Linked DNA regions of Danio rerio: regions 1 and 2 are each linked to region 3. A link is a contact called in public HiChIP or PLAC-seq data. All regions are on one chromosome and are shown on one strand. The core of a region is the stretch at or near the end of the contact, and the rest is flanking DNA. Distances in the headings are between cores, read along the strand shown. Region 1 holds the start of igf1ra (insulin-like growth factor 1a receptor). Region 2 holds the start of kmt5b (lysine methyltransferase 5B). Region 3 holds the start of pgpep1l (pyroglutamyl-peptidase I like).

Region 1 (4,678 bases), core at 1,775-4,274, 180 kb after region 3:
CAGTTTTTAAGGTCAATATTGTTAGCCTTCTTAAATACAGAACAAACCACAGTTACCCAATGACTTGGCCAATAGATCTTACTTGCCTAATTAACCTAATTACATTTTTAAATGTCACTTTAGGCTGAATACTAATGTCTTACAAATTATCTAGTCAAATATTATGTGCTGTCATCATGGCAAAGATTACGGAAGAAATCAGTTATTAGAATTTAGTCATTTAAACTATTTTGTTTAGAAATGTGTTGACAATAATATTCTCTCTGTTAAAGAGCACTTGGGAATTTCTTTTTTAAATAAAAGAAAAAATTAACATGGGAAATGAAACAAGGTTGACAAGCCTCTATAGACTGAGTGCACACAGCCTTAAGTTTTGGAGGTTTTCATACTTGATGCGCTTGCTGTTGTACTATTATTATTAACAACTGGAGGTGACTCGGAGGAACTTTAATGATGAAAAGTTGTGAAGAACAAGTCAGAAGTTGCTAAACAAATGAATTGCAGTTGAAATCAGTTTTGTTTGGGTTTTTTTACAGCATGTCTGATAAAAAAAATTTCTTCTGGAGAAAGTCTTATTTGTTTTATTTAGGCTAGAATAAAAGCAATTTTTAAAAGCCATTTTGAGGTAAAAATTATTGGCCCTTTTAAGCTTTTTCCCCGCGATAGTCTACAGAACAAACCATGGATATACAATAACTTATCTAATTACTCTAACCTGCCTAGTTAACCTAATTAAGCCTTTAAATGCTACTTTAAGCTGTATAGAAGTGTCTTGAAGAATATCTAGTCTAATATTATTTACTGTCATCATGGCAAAGATAAAATAAATCAGTTATTAGAGATGAGTTATTAAAACTATTATGTGATGAAAATGTGTTGAAAAAATCTTCTCTCTGTTAAACCGAAATTGGGGAAAAAATAACAGGGGAGCTAATAGCTCAGGGGGACTAATAATAATTCTGCATAATTCTGAAGTTAACTGTATAAAAATAAATAGTTTGTGGATAAGTTGTGGATACACTCATGAAATTATTTGTTGTCAGTCAGTCGTGTATGCTTACAAAAATTGGCCTTTAATCCCAGCACCAAGGCAACAACGAGTAAGCAGCAGTTCTTACGTACTAGTGATTTACGTACAGTGTTTGGCAAATTGTTTCTAAATAGCTTAAAAGTAAAATAGTGGATTTTTTTCTAATATCATCTACTTATTTTTATTTTAATTAAGCCAACTGAAAAGAAACAGTGATGGAAAAGGTGTTAAATGTTAAACATGTTTCTTTAGTTTGTTAATATTCTATTGATGAGGGCCACACATTTAATATAAAGGATGTTATTACTTGGTGTATTAAAGTTCAGCAACCTGGTTTCATTGTTCTAAACACATTTGTCAATGACAATCCCACTGAAATTGTTGACTATCATTCTTAATTTGAATTGATTTTAATTGTCAATTTCAAAATCTTTGGCTGTAGAAGCAACACTGTCAGGTGGTGTAACTGGTTTTTGTCAATTGGTGTAACCAGTATTTTACATAAAAATATAATTATGTACATGGAAATAATGTGAAATTAAAATTAAAACACTTAGTTTAGTGTAATAAAATAGTTTTTAACATTTTTTACATAATTTGTCAAAGATTATTTAGAAACCAGAAGTGTTTTTAGCATGCGTCTGGCCGAATATTGCAAAAACCCATTAAAATGTACATTTAGAGATAATGCGAATACAATAAATGTTATTGTGGTATTTTAAAATGAAGTATTTATTTCAGTGTGTACACTTGCATATCATCTAGGAGGAGTAAATTATTTAATATTTCACAATTTTTGGCAGTTACACCATTTGACATTTTCAGTTGCATTCAGTCTTAATGTCTGTAAAAAATGGTGTAAATGTTATTTTTAATTACATAAAATCAACATGAATACAATCTGTACATTTTAAAATATCTGACGGATGCTTTTAAATCAACTTTGTAAAAGATTTTTAAATTTCCCATCTTGCCAAACCTGTTTTGTCACTGACCCATATATATATATATATATATATATATATATATATATATATATATATATTGTAAAACAAAAAAAGGAGATTAAATGATTCAAATGAAGTTTCATTTATTAAAATGTAATTTCTTACATTGGAGTTAAAGTAAGCGAGTTTATAGCACTACAAATCAACAACATGAACAAATAATTTTAAACATTAATTAAAATTAATTGATTTGAAAGAGTTGCATGTTTTCTATAAAAAAGATATCCTGTAGCTTGACTTTCATTTACACTATTTAGCAGGCAAATACGTAAATGAATATTGTATCCAATTTTAAAATACAGATTCAAAAAAATGACCCTCCTGAGGACACGGAGAAACGTAAAACAAGCACATGGTCAGTACAGTCACCTCTGCTTCACTGCGTGATGCTCGACGGAGACTCAGCGGATTCAGCTAATCTTAACATGACCGAATAACGTTTAACCTTTTCTGAGCTCAATACGACATGAAACACACGCATTATTTAGGCAAATGCTTTATATAAGCCAATTCTCACGTAGCCTCTAAATACTAACGTGATCCAGCTCATGAATAATTCATAAAGCACACTAGACTCACAACACATCCGATGTCACGACAATTAACTGATGGGCCTAGAAACACCAATTACGATAAAAATAACTCAAGTTTGGTGTTAGTCTAGAAAAATGTGAATATTTAATATTGTCGTAAGGTATTATTCACTAATAAATTGTGTCGTGTGTTACTAGGCCCTGTACCTGGACATGTGAAGCAGGTAAACTCACGCTTGACGTAACATGAGTCCACAAACACTACGAGCCGACGGATGCGCTTTTCATAACACAAGCCTACAGGAAAATACGACGTGAAGTGTAATAATTATATTATTAGCATAAAACAAGCATGAATTACCTTCTCCACGGGCACACCACAGGCAGATGGTGGAGAGAAACAGCGCAGGACCCCAAAATAAGGTCCAAACATCCCTCGCTGTTCCAGATCTCATTCCTAACAATCGGTTATTCCCAAAAAAATACAGATAAAAAGGTGAAATTGCAGAAAAACGCGAGGCTTCTTTTAGTAAGCAAGCAAAAAAGTGCAGAAAAATCTGCTTTGGATGAGCAGTTAGTTCCTTTACCCGTAAAGATAACGGGAGGCGAGGATGGAGTAGATAAAATATCTCTGGTAATAATGACAGAATTCTCCTTTAGTGGAAACATCCAGATCAATTAAAACATGCTGTTATTCTTGCCAGAAGTGAAATGATGCAATCGGGTCTGAGCCACGAATTTTATTCGACCGATAATCTGCATCTTCAGCCTCCATTTCTTGAAAGCCCGAGAGGGACGCGCAGGCAGGCAACACGGCCAGCCAAACGAGCGGCTTCTCCTCCAACAAAAACACCTTCAGTGCGCGAGCCTGTGCTCGTCTGATGAATCACGCTGTACTGATGGACGGAGGAATTTTGAGGTCACGTCCGAAGAGCCAGGCGACTCGGATAGCGTGTTAATGTATGAATGAATGCCTCACGACAGGGCTCGATCCAAAATATCCGCCAGGACAAAAATGGTTTCAGCAACTGCTCGCCCTCCCCTGCCGTCTTCACGCGCTCTCACGGTCGGTCTGTTTTGCGGTGGGGGAAAAAATCATTTTGTCGAGGTGCAAAAGTGAGCAGCTCCCGGAGCGTGGGTTTTGGTTTTCCGCACCGCAAAAACTGCTTGATATAAATGGTTTGTGAGGCTGGTGTTTGATTGTGGAGTGCCGTTCGGACTCCTCCGCGACTCTGCTGTCGGTCTCTGCTGTGTAGAATCACCGCTGTAAACAAGACTCGGCTCCTCTCGCTGAGAAACACGCCAGGCTGGAGGGAATCACAAAACATGGACTGGAAAACCGGAGCGGACAGTACAGCTAACGTTCCTCCAGAAGATCACTATTGATCTCTTAAACGTCAAGCTGACAGGATTTTTGTTTTGTTTGTTGTATTTAAAACAAAAAGTATATTTGTAACAAAAATTTCAGACATAATAGGCCTATTTTACGTAAACTACATAAATCCTAGTGCCAGCAGGGCCAGTTATGCTTATTTTAATCATTTTAATAGCTAAATATGGGTTATTTTAAATAAACGCACTAAACCAACTTAGACTTTTCATGGAATTCATGTCTCTGCTCTCTTGTGACCTGAAATGCTTATCTTGATTTGATTTGTATAAATAAATAAATAAATGAACAAATTAAATAGATCCGCTAAATTGGCCAAGCTTATTGTAATCATCATTATTTGAAACAAATGAACAACTATTAAAAAGAAAGATAGATAGATAGATAGATAGATAGATAGATAGATAGATAGATAGATAGATAGATAGATAGATAGATAGATAGATAGATAGATAGATAGACAGAGGCATATTATATGTACAGCTTTCAATTACAATGTAATTATACTGGTACAACTGATACATACTGTACAGTTACAATGTAATTACATATAGTTTCAGAATTTATGAATTTTGCCATATTAAATTTAATTTTTTCTGTTTTTTTTTCATGAAACTGCTTTTAAAAGTACAACATACATAAATGGGATTTGAATATGTTTATATTTTATGTATTTATTTTAGTATTGTTGCTCCATAACACTAGAGTGAACAGTATG
Region 2 (4,154 bases), core at 447-2,946, 250 kb after region 3:
AAATGTACTTACAGGCTGCTGTTCAAGATGCTGCTAAAGTGCTTCTCCTGCCGACTAATGCTACCGTGCTCACTATATAGTGGTTACCTGGCGTTTGGACACGCCTCCCGAGTCAAAACAAGGGCCGAAACTGAGGCGGACGACGCGAACCGCGTCTGCGTTCGCTACACAACGAACTTTCTTTCTTTTTTTCTTTAGATATCTCGTTTCTTATTACTTTTTTATTCTAATATAAATGTCATCAACAGCTCCCAACAGTTACAGATTCAGAAAAACCAATAAAGGTAGCATAACTGCTCCCGATAAAACTTTTAGGTTTTCTAAAGTGAAAGGCTCAGTCAAGAAAAAGTTATTTGTAACAGTATTTACAACATCCTAGAGTCTGGATTTTGCTTCTTGTCACATAATGATGGATGATCTCAAACTCATGGGTTGCTGCAACCATAAAAAAATCTAAAGCTGCCAGCTCACATGTTTGTCTCCACACATAGATCCGTCTGCATCAGCAAGCTCATGCTCCAGATAGTTGTAAATACCCCCAGGATTGTTTTCCATGACCATGGATGAAAAGTAATAATGTTGTAAATAATGTTTTGTTTCTTGCACAGAAATACTGCTTCACTTCACAAGACTTCAGCGTATTGCATGAGTCACTTTCTTTCTTTCTTTCTTTCTTTCTTAAATTCTCAAAGTTTAATTAGACTTTCATTTTATGAATGAGAAAGGACCACACTTTCAGCTTAAAATCGTATTTACTATTCTAATGAAGAAATAAGGATATCTTGTATAGTATGTGAGTGATTAGATTAACAACATTTCTTTATATTTAAGTGAACAAACTCTTTAATGTATTATATATTCAGACATGGCTGTGTATGCTTAAATGTATTTTAGCTTTGGTTTTGCTTGTTGAGTTTTTATGTTTGTTTATTTTGTCTTGTAAATTTTCTTTACCATTCTTTAGTGACAATAATACTAAAATCGGTCAAGATTATGTTGAAAAATCAATGTCTAAAGATCATTTTCATTGTTCAATGTATGTGAAAACATATTTTACAGCAACAGACTTTATTGCCACAATAGACTTTATTAAATATATATTCAATTACTAAATAGTTGTTAGTATTTGCATAAAACTCAAAAAATATTAGTATGCATATATGTTTACATATAATGTAACGTTACAACTCAAAGCAAAAGATAAGATAACTCTTGTATAATATAATATAATATAATATAATATAATATAATATAATATAATATAATATAATATAATATAATATAATATAATATAATACCACATTAAAGCTAAAGCAGAAAATGAGTGAATTTGTGCGAGGCGATGGTGCGGTGGGATGCTGTTGCTGCTCTACGGAAACACAAGCGCACTGAGCCGCAAGTGCACATTTAAAGGGGTACAACAACAACGCTGTCTTTGTATACATTAGAGTTTGTCGAGGCGTTTATAGCGCTCGATCACCATCCAGCCGCCTTTTCTTTGCGCGACGGTATTATACGGACAGTTTGGGAGTTAAAAAGATGGATTGAGCGTCAAAGTACGGCCTATAATTCAAACATTTTGGGTCTATTTCTTTCCGAGGCGGCTCGGTTGTCCTGTCGTCTCTGTTGATCTGGAAACGGCCGCCATCTTGAATTTTAATGTAATATTTTCGAACAGTTTTCCGGCAATGTGACATTTTTGGAATTGCATTGGACTTTGATGATGGATAAGGCTTGAGCCAGAAGGAAAAACGTGAGTATTTAAGCTAGATCGTCGATTCAGTATCCGACTTCACTCTTGCACAGGGCTGTTCCGGGTGTCGCCTAGCAATCGCAGTTAGCCGCACATTAGGCCCGGTGTGATGCTTCTTTATTTTCGGTTAATGTCAGTATCTATAAAAATGTGCGTAGAAATAATACTTATCCTGCACCAACATGCTCTTATAATAGTTATTATGATGCTGGAACATTTACCTAGAACTCTGTTTTAGAAATCGATGTTCTGCCGGTTCGGCAAGTCTCATTGTTTTGTTAGCTCGATGCTAAGCTAGTTAGCATATATCAAGTGCTTTTTACTGCTAATTTAGGGTGTTAGCCTTATGGAACGCAACATAACTCGTTGATTCGCACTTTAAAACATCAACGTTGCTTACAGTTTAAGTAAAGCTATAATTTGATGTGTAACCCTAAATCCGCGTGTTAATGTGGTTTGTGTGGGGATTTAAATGCACCGTCGCTAATATGGGAGTGTTTAAGCCACTACGGGGAAGTGCATTAATGTAACAAATCAGTGATATTTGTGCATACTATCAATTTTAGAAAATGTTGGTTTATTCGAGACGTCATTTCCAACACCATGTCGATTGAAATTTCTACGTTTGTGGGTAAAACCGGGCAGCTTATCTTATTTCCAAAAGTAGCCACGTGGTGGCGCTATGCACCTAAGAATAATTTAAAAGTAATCATCTCAAACATTTGAAGTGAATTCATAGTTCATGGCATGCTGGTAATGAAATGAACCTGTACTGTTTGTGTTGAAGTTGTTGAAGTATTATTGGCAATATAATCATATCAAAAGTACATTAAACAACGTTTTTTTTTTTTTGAACAGGTGAAGTCAAATCTAAAGAAACAATTAAAGACGACAGATCTGACCTTATTCCCATTGTACCTGTCGCTGTCTTGTTGAATGGTTTCTCACAAGCACACAGAAGCTCAATGCGCCTTCTCCATACCGCCAGCTGGTATGAAGTAGATGGGAGAATCCAAGAACATGGTGCTGAATGGCAGGAGACATGGCAGAAAGTTCTCCAGTAATCAGCCCGTAAGCAAATCCAGGCTGCAAAACACACAGAGATCCCATCTTCGCCAGAACAAAGGCTCCCCGAGTGTCAGAAGATGCAGTCGACGTAAGTTCATAAAACAATTTATTGTATTTTACCAGTAGTTAGTTTTTCTATTAGTTATTCATGTCAAATGTTCAAACAGGTTGTGGTGGGGCGCCCCCGGAGGCAGAAAGGCGTCATGTTCCTTCATCGGGAATGACTGCCAAGGAGTTGTGCGAGTATGATGATCTGAGCACCAGTCTGATCCTGGATCCATACCTTGGCTTTCAGACCCACAAGATGAACACCAGGTTTGTGCTTGGTGAATTTGAAAATGGTATTTTACAGTTAACAAGAGTTTTTTTATTTATTTATTTTTAATACATATATTTTTAAGGTTTCGACCAATCAAAGGCCGGCAGAGGGAGCTGAGGGAGATCATTGAGCTTTTCAAGAAGCATGACAACCTGGAGAAAGCTTTTCAGGCTCTGACATCTGGAGACTGGACCAGACATCATTTTCTCAACAAGACCAAGTCCCAGGAGAAGCTCTTCAAAGCACATGTAAATTTTAGCTAATGAATATTTAACTTTAATTAAAATTTTTCTTTACCTTTCCTGGGTTAAATATGTTTACAAAAATTTAAATATCATCTAAATTACTGCATATTAAGGAGGCTTGTTTGTTTAATGCAAGATTAATAATTTATAAAATTTCTATAATTACTTTAATGTTAATGTTTTATTAATATTACCATTATTTTATATTTAATTAAAATAAATGTATTATTTATACACATTTGCTGTGTTAAATTCAATTTAAAAAAACAAAAGCCAAAAAAAATGTTAAATTAAAAATGTAATCAATTAAAATCAGTATTAACATTTACTATTAAAATTACTCGTTTACTATATTTAAAGTAACAATGCAACAACTTTAAAAGTAAAGCATTTTAAATATATAAATATTTATGGGTATTTTCTAGGAACAAAATAAAATATAAATGCATTATAGATCTTATAACATTAAATAATATAAATGTTTTACATTTTAAATGTAATGTCAGAATTATTTACATTTACAATTTTTAATATTCATTTATATATTGTTTTATATGTTTATTTATAAAATGCAATATCAGCAATAAATATTAGTTTTTTTCTCTTTCATATTTCGACAGGTGTTTGTTTACCTTCGCATGTTTGCTTCAGACAGCGGCTTTGAGATCCTTTCTTGCAATCGCTACTCCTCTGAGCAAAATGGAGCCAAAATTGTAGCAACAAAAGATTGGTGAGTTAACACTATATATATATATATATATATATATAT
Region 3 (4,179 bases), core at 492-2,991:
GTTTATTTAAATAAGTAGGAATTCTATCATCTTAACTACCCAATCTAATACTAACACACTGCATTTTCTTTTGTCACAAAAGCTGTTTTTCCTCTATTTTAAGTTTGGTTTTAAAAATGACAAAACTAGGCAAACCAGGAGTAAATGTATAATCCTTCTTCATTCACCCTGCATAATAGTATTACACAGCATTTAATCTATAGACTGATAAATGTCTTTGTAAATGCTTATTACAGGCCTGCGTCATTAGGCTGTTGGGTAATTGCTTATCTGTTATGGATTTGGACTCTGAATATTTTGGCACGAGGCTGGTTGCAATAATATGTCAAAGCTGACATCCTCCAAACAGCCCATTCAATTTAGCCCACAGTGACACAACACTTTAGTGATGCTTGCACTTTGCTTCAGTAACTGCTTATTTGTCATTCTCTGTGGAGAGAGGCAATCATGGGATAAAGCATTAATGCTCAATTTTTCTAAAGCACATTGAGCTAGAGATGATAAACAGGGATATTGGCAGAGCTAAAGCACTTCTCACTTGTGCTCCTAAGGGGCCTATTGTAAGAACAGGTGTTTGGATAATGTCTATCTACATGAAGTTGATGACTGCTTGGTATCTGTTATTTGTGCGTTTTGTAATCTTTTACTTTAATGTCATTGCCTGAGTGTAAAACCTCAAGTAAAAAACTTCACTTTGGGGCCCTGATTTGACAAGAGGGTGGAGTTAAGGAAACTTGGGCGTTTACGGCAGGCCCAGACCAACTGGGCTATAAGACCACCTTGGTGACACTGTGTCTCCAGGTGATGACGTCGATTAAATGGAGGCAGGTCGCTTAAATGGAGGCAGGTCCGGGCCTACCGTAAACGCCAAAGTTACGGTTTTGTAAAGGCAATGCTATAAAAAATGTCTTGCAAATACATACTATATATATATATATATATATATATATATATATATATATATATATATATATATATATATAGTTTATATATATATATATATATATATATATATATATATATATATATATATATATATATATATATATATATATATATATATAGTTTTGTGTTGCCATTTATTTTTGCTCTGCTTGATTTTTTTTGTTAGCAAATTTTATTTTCATTTCTCAAAACTTAAGTTTCCCATTGCGATTTTTGGAGATTTGCATTTATTTATTTAATTTTTGCTCAATACGTTATTTTTTGTTTGCAAAATGTTCTTTTATTTTGTAGGTATTTATGGCCCTAGAATGACTACATAATATATTTGAACAGAAATTAAGATTTGCTTACAGTAAATTAGTGGCACTTCGTCTTCAGAAATGTAATATTTTTGTACATTTAAGTAAAAATGTTATATTTATCCAGTATATGTTAATTCTAAAATATTATTTAATTAGCTTTTATTGCAATTAAAATAAAAAAAATTACACATTTACACACAAGTGTTTCACATATTTGTCATACATACTGTATGGTGCTAGGTGCATATCAACTTTATAAAAGCATAAAATTTATTAAACTAAATAAAAATAGCAGTTTATGTATTATATGGAAAGAGGATGCAGATTTAATGCGTGATTTAAAATATGTCATTGCTTAAAATATGCCATGTGTTTCTAGGTAATTTGGATGAAACGATCGAAAAGGTTATAGATTTACATAACCATGGGAACTGTGCAACAAATACTTTAAAACGTCATGGGACACCAATGTGTATCGGCAGAGATGTGTCAGTGCTGCTGCTGTCACCATAGTGCGGGCCGTGGGTGTGGCGCTCTTTCTGGAGGAGCACAACATCCTTACGCAATCCCTGTTTTCACCAACGCACATCAGGAAAACTATCCCATGTTTTATTAATAGAGCAGCTTGTGTTTTGGCTTTGACACCCACCTGATACTGAGTGATTTCAGCTCTGAACTGATCTTGCATGTTCACGAGCTGCTCCTCGAGATTCATCTGCACTTGTGTTTGTTTCTCAATCTCGTCACGCAGCCTCTTGAACTGCGAAGCGTGTTCCTTCTTTTCCCTCTGAATCTCCTCCAGCCTCGCGTGGTCTGCTTTTATCGACTCTTCGATTTCCTCCACCTGCAGGCGGTACATCTCCAAGGTGCCCTGCCAGTTTTCGGTGAAGTTGTTTGCGTACTCCTGCACCTCCTCCATAGTAACCGCTGGAGGAGCGGGACGCGTTTGAGTCACGACTCGCACAGTTCTGGAGCGCACCTGGTCCCTCAGGTGGGCCACTTCCTTTCTGTGGGCATCTTCCAAAAACTTGTATTCCGTTTCCAGCTCAAAGAGACGACTCTCCAAAGCACCGTTGCCCTGAATAGCGTTCTGAAGTTGCCTCTCGCAGCCTTTAAGCTCAGTCCCGATGCTTTTGCTGACCGAGGCTTCATCTGAACGCATCGCCTGCAGCGCCTGAAGTTCATTGCGCAGCTTCTGTCGCTCCATCTCCGCTTTGCATTTCTCGAAAGATAAACGCTCCACCAGTCTCCTCATTTCTCGCAGCTCGGACATGTGCTTGCTTTCCCATTCTCCAGACCTGTTCTGCCTGATTGAGCTTATTTCGTTAATCAGACAGGTGTTTTCTTGTTCCAACTGTTTCGAGCGCATTAGGTAGTGGCTGAGTCTTTGGTTGAGCTCTTGCAGCTGGAGCTTCTCGCTTTCAAACGGTTCCCTCATTCGAAACATTTCCCCGTTGTAATTGAGAGTATCTAAAAGCTTAAACGTGTTTAAGTTTGAAGCTAATCAATATTTTGTTGTCATCCGTGTTCTGCGTCGATGAAGAGCGCTGGGCGGAGGCAGAGTCGGACAAGTGCGAAGGATTTGAGCTGATCCCATGTCCCGTTAGCGAGTCCTACTATGGTGACGGTTTACTTCATGAATATTTATGACGCAACGCGACGTTCGTCCAGTAGGGCTATAAGATTCGCTGAAACAGTTGAATATTGATTAGGCTATGCCTGGACGCTTTGTGAACGTCAGCACGTTGTATTAATATTCATGACTCAGTCCTTTGCCATGGTACGTTGTGTAAATTCCGTCCCGGTAAGAGAGACGTTTGAAGGAGTACGTCTTTAGCTGTGATGGGATATGAGATGGCTCTCCCATGTGGAGAAAAATCGACAATGCACTCCCTTACTTGAGCAAACTTTCACGTCAGGTAACAACCCTATCAAGACAGTTTACATAAAGTATCAGCTAACAGCTACTTACCGTGCCTCTATTCTCGTGTAAATAGGCGATATAGAGTTTAGTTTTAAAAAAAATAATGGACACTACACGCGAAATTGTAGTTATCACAGGTATGTGGTTGGGTTGGTAATCTGACGCATGCGAGAACCAGGCTATCAGTTTTAATGGCTTCGTTTCCTCGTTAAATATGAGGAAAATATTATTGGTTCTGCCAAAGTCGTCGGCTCTGCTACTGTGTTTGAGATGACGCTTGTTTGTTTAATGTACTAGGTTTTGGTCCTTTTCGACAATATGTAGTGAATCCAAGTTGGGAGGCTGCAAAGGTAACGTAAAACAAATACATTTTTGATATTAGTCGTCTACATATACCATTTTAAAGTAAACAATGGGCAATACATTGATTTTACAATTTATTAAGCAATAGCAGTGTGAACGCATTATTTACCTCAATATTACATTTTTACTCAATGTCGTTGGTATGAAAAGCAAAATAGTCTTTCACTCTGTTTAGTATTAAAATGTATCATTTTTCACAAACTTCCCAAATTAGTATTTTAGACATGTACATGACATTAATTTAAATACCCAATCTAAAAAAATCTTGTTAATTTACTCACCCTCAGGCCATCCAAAATGTAGGTCACTACTTTCTTCATACATTTTTCAAACATTGGTCTTTGGTGATTCATAAAACTGAAGTCAGTGGCTACTGGTACTTGAGTCAAAAACACCATCTGCAAAAGAAAATTTATATGCCTGATCTTGAAGTTGAATGATTGATCAGTGCAACAAACAACAACAATTACATAATTCATTTTCTTTTCAGCTTAGTCCCTTTATTAGTTAGGGGTCGCCACAGTGGAATGAACCACCAACTTATCCAGTATATGTTTTATGCAGCAGATGCTCCAGCTGTCACCCATCATTTAGAAACACCCATACACTCTCATTCACACACATACACTTTGGACAATTTAGCTT

The links. HiChIP or PLAC-seq counts read pairs in DNA pulled down with a chosen protein or histone mark.
Region 1: an H3K4me3 HiChIP or PLAC-seq map of gastrula embryo shows a contact between it and region 3, with 5 times the contacts expected there. The contact joins the promoter of igf1ra here to the promoter of pgpep1l in region 3. A contact is called at or near these places in 4 of 4 datasets of contacts at active chromatin or transcription factors (caudal fin, embryo, gastrula embryo and 1 more).
Region 2: a contact with region 3 is called in an H3K4me3 HiChIP or PLAC-seq map of gastrula embryo, with 5 times the contacts expected there. The contact joins the promoter of kmt5b here to the promoter of pgpep1l in region 3. A contact is called at or near these places in 2 of 4 datasets of contacts at active chromatin or transcription factors (embryo and gastrula embryo).

What each region holds. Positions count from the first base shown.
Region 1 is chr18:22,432,908-22,437,585 of GRCz12tu, forward strand. igf1ra (insulin-like growth factor 1a receptor) reads right to left here and starts at 3,025. Exons shown (of 21, transcript NM_152968.1): 1 at 2,932-3,025. The coding sequence starts at 3,025.
Region 2 is chr18:22,501,018-22,505,171 of GRCz12tu, forward strand. kmt5b (lysine methyltransferase 5B) reads left to right here and starts at 1,697. Exons shown (of 10, transcript NM_001007337.2): 1 at 1,697-1,753; 2 at 2,612-2,909; 3 at 2,989-3,136; 4 at 3,223-3,388; 5 at 4,006-4,115. The coding sequence starts at 2,756. It also overlaps a transcript of anpeplb not described here.
Region 3 is chr18:22,255,470-22,259,648 of GRCz12tu, forward strand. pgpep1l (pyroglutamyl-peptidase I like) reads left to right here and starts at 1,742. Exons shown (of 5, transcript XM_073930322.1): 1 at 1,742-4,179. It overlaps synm (synemin, intermediate filament protein), which reads right to left and starts at 2,786. Exons shown (of 4, transcript NM_001044875.2): 1 at 1,897-2,786. The coding sequence starts at 2,694.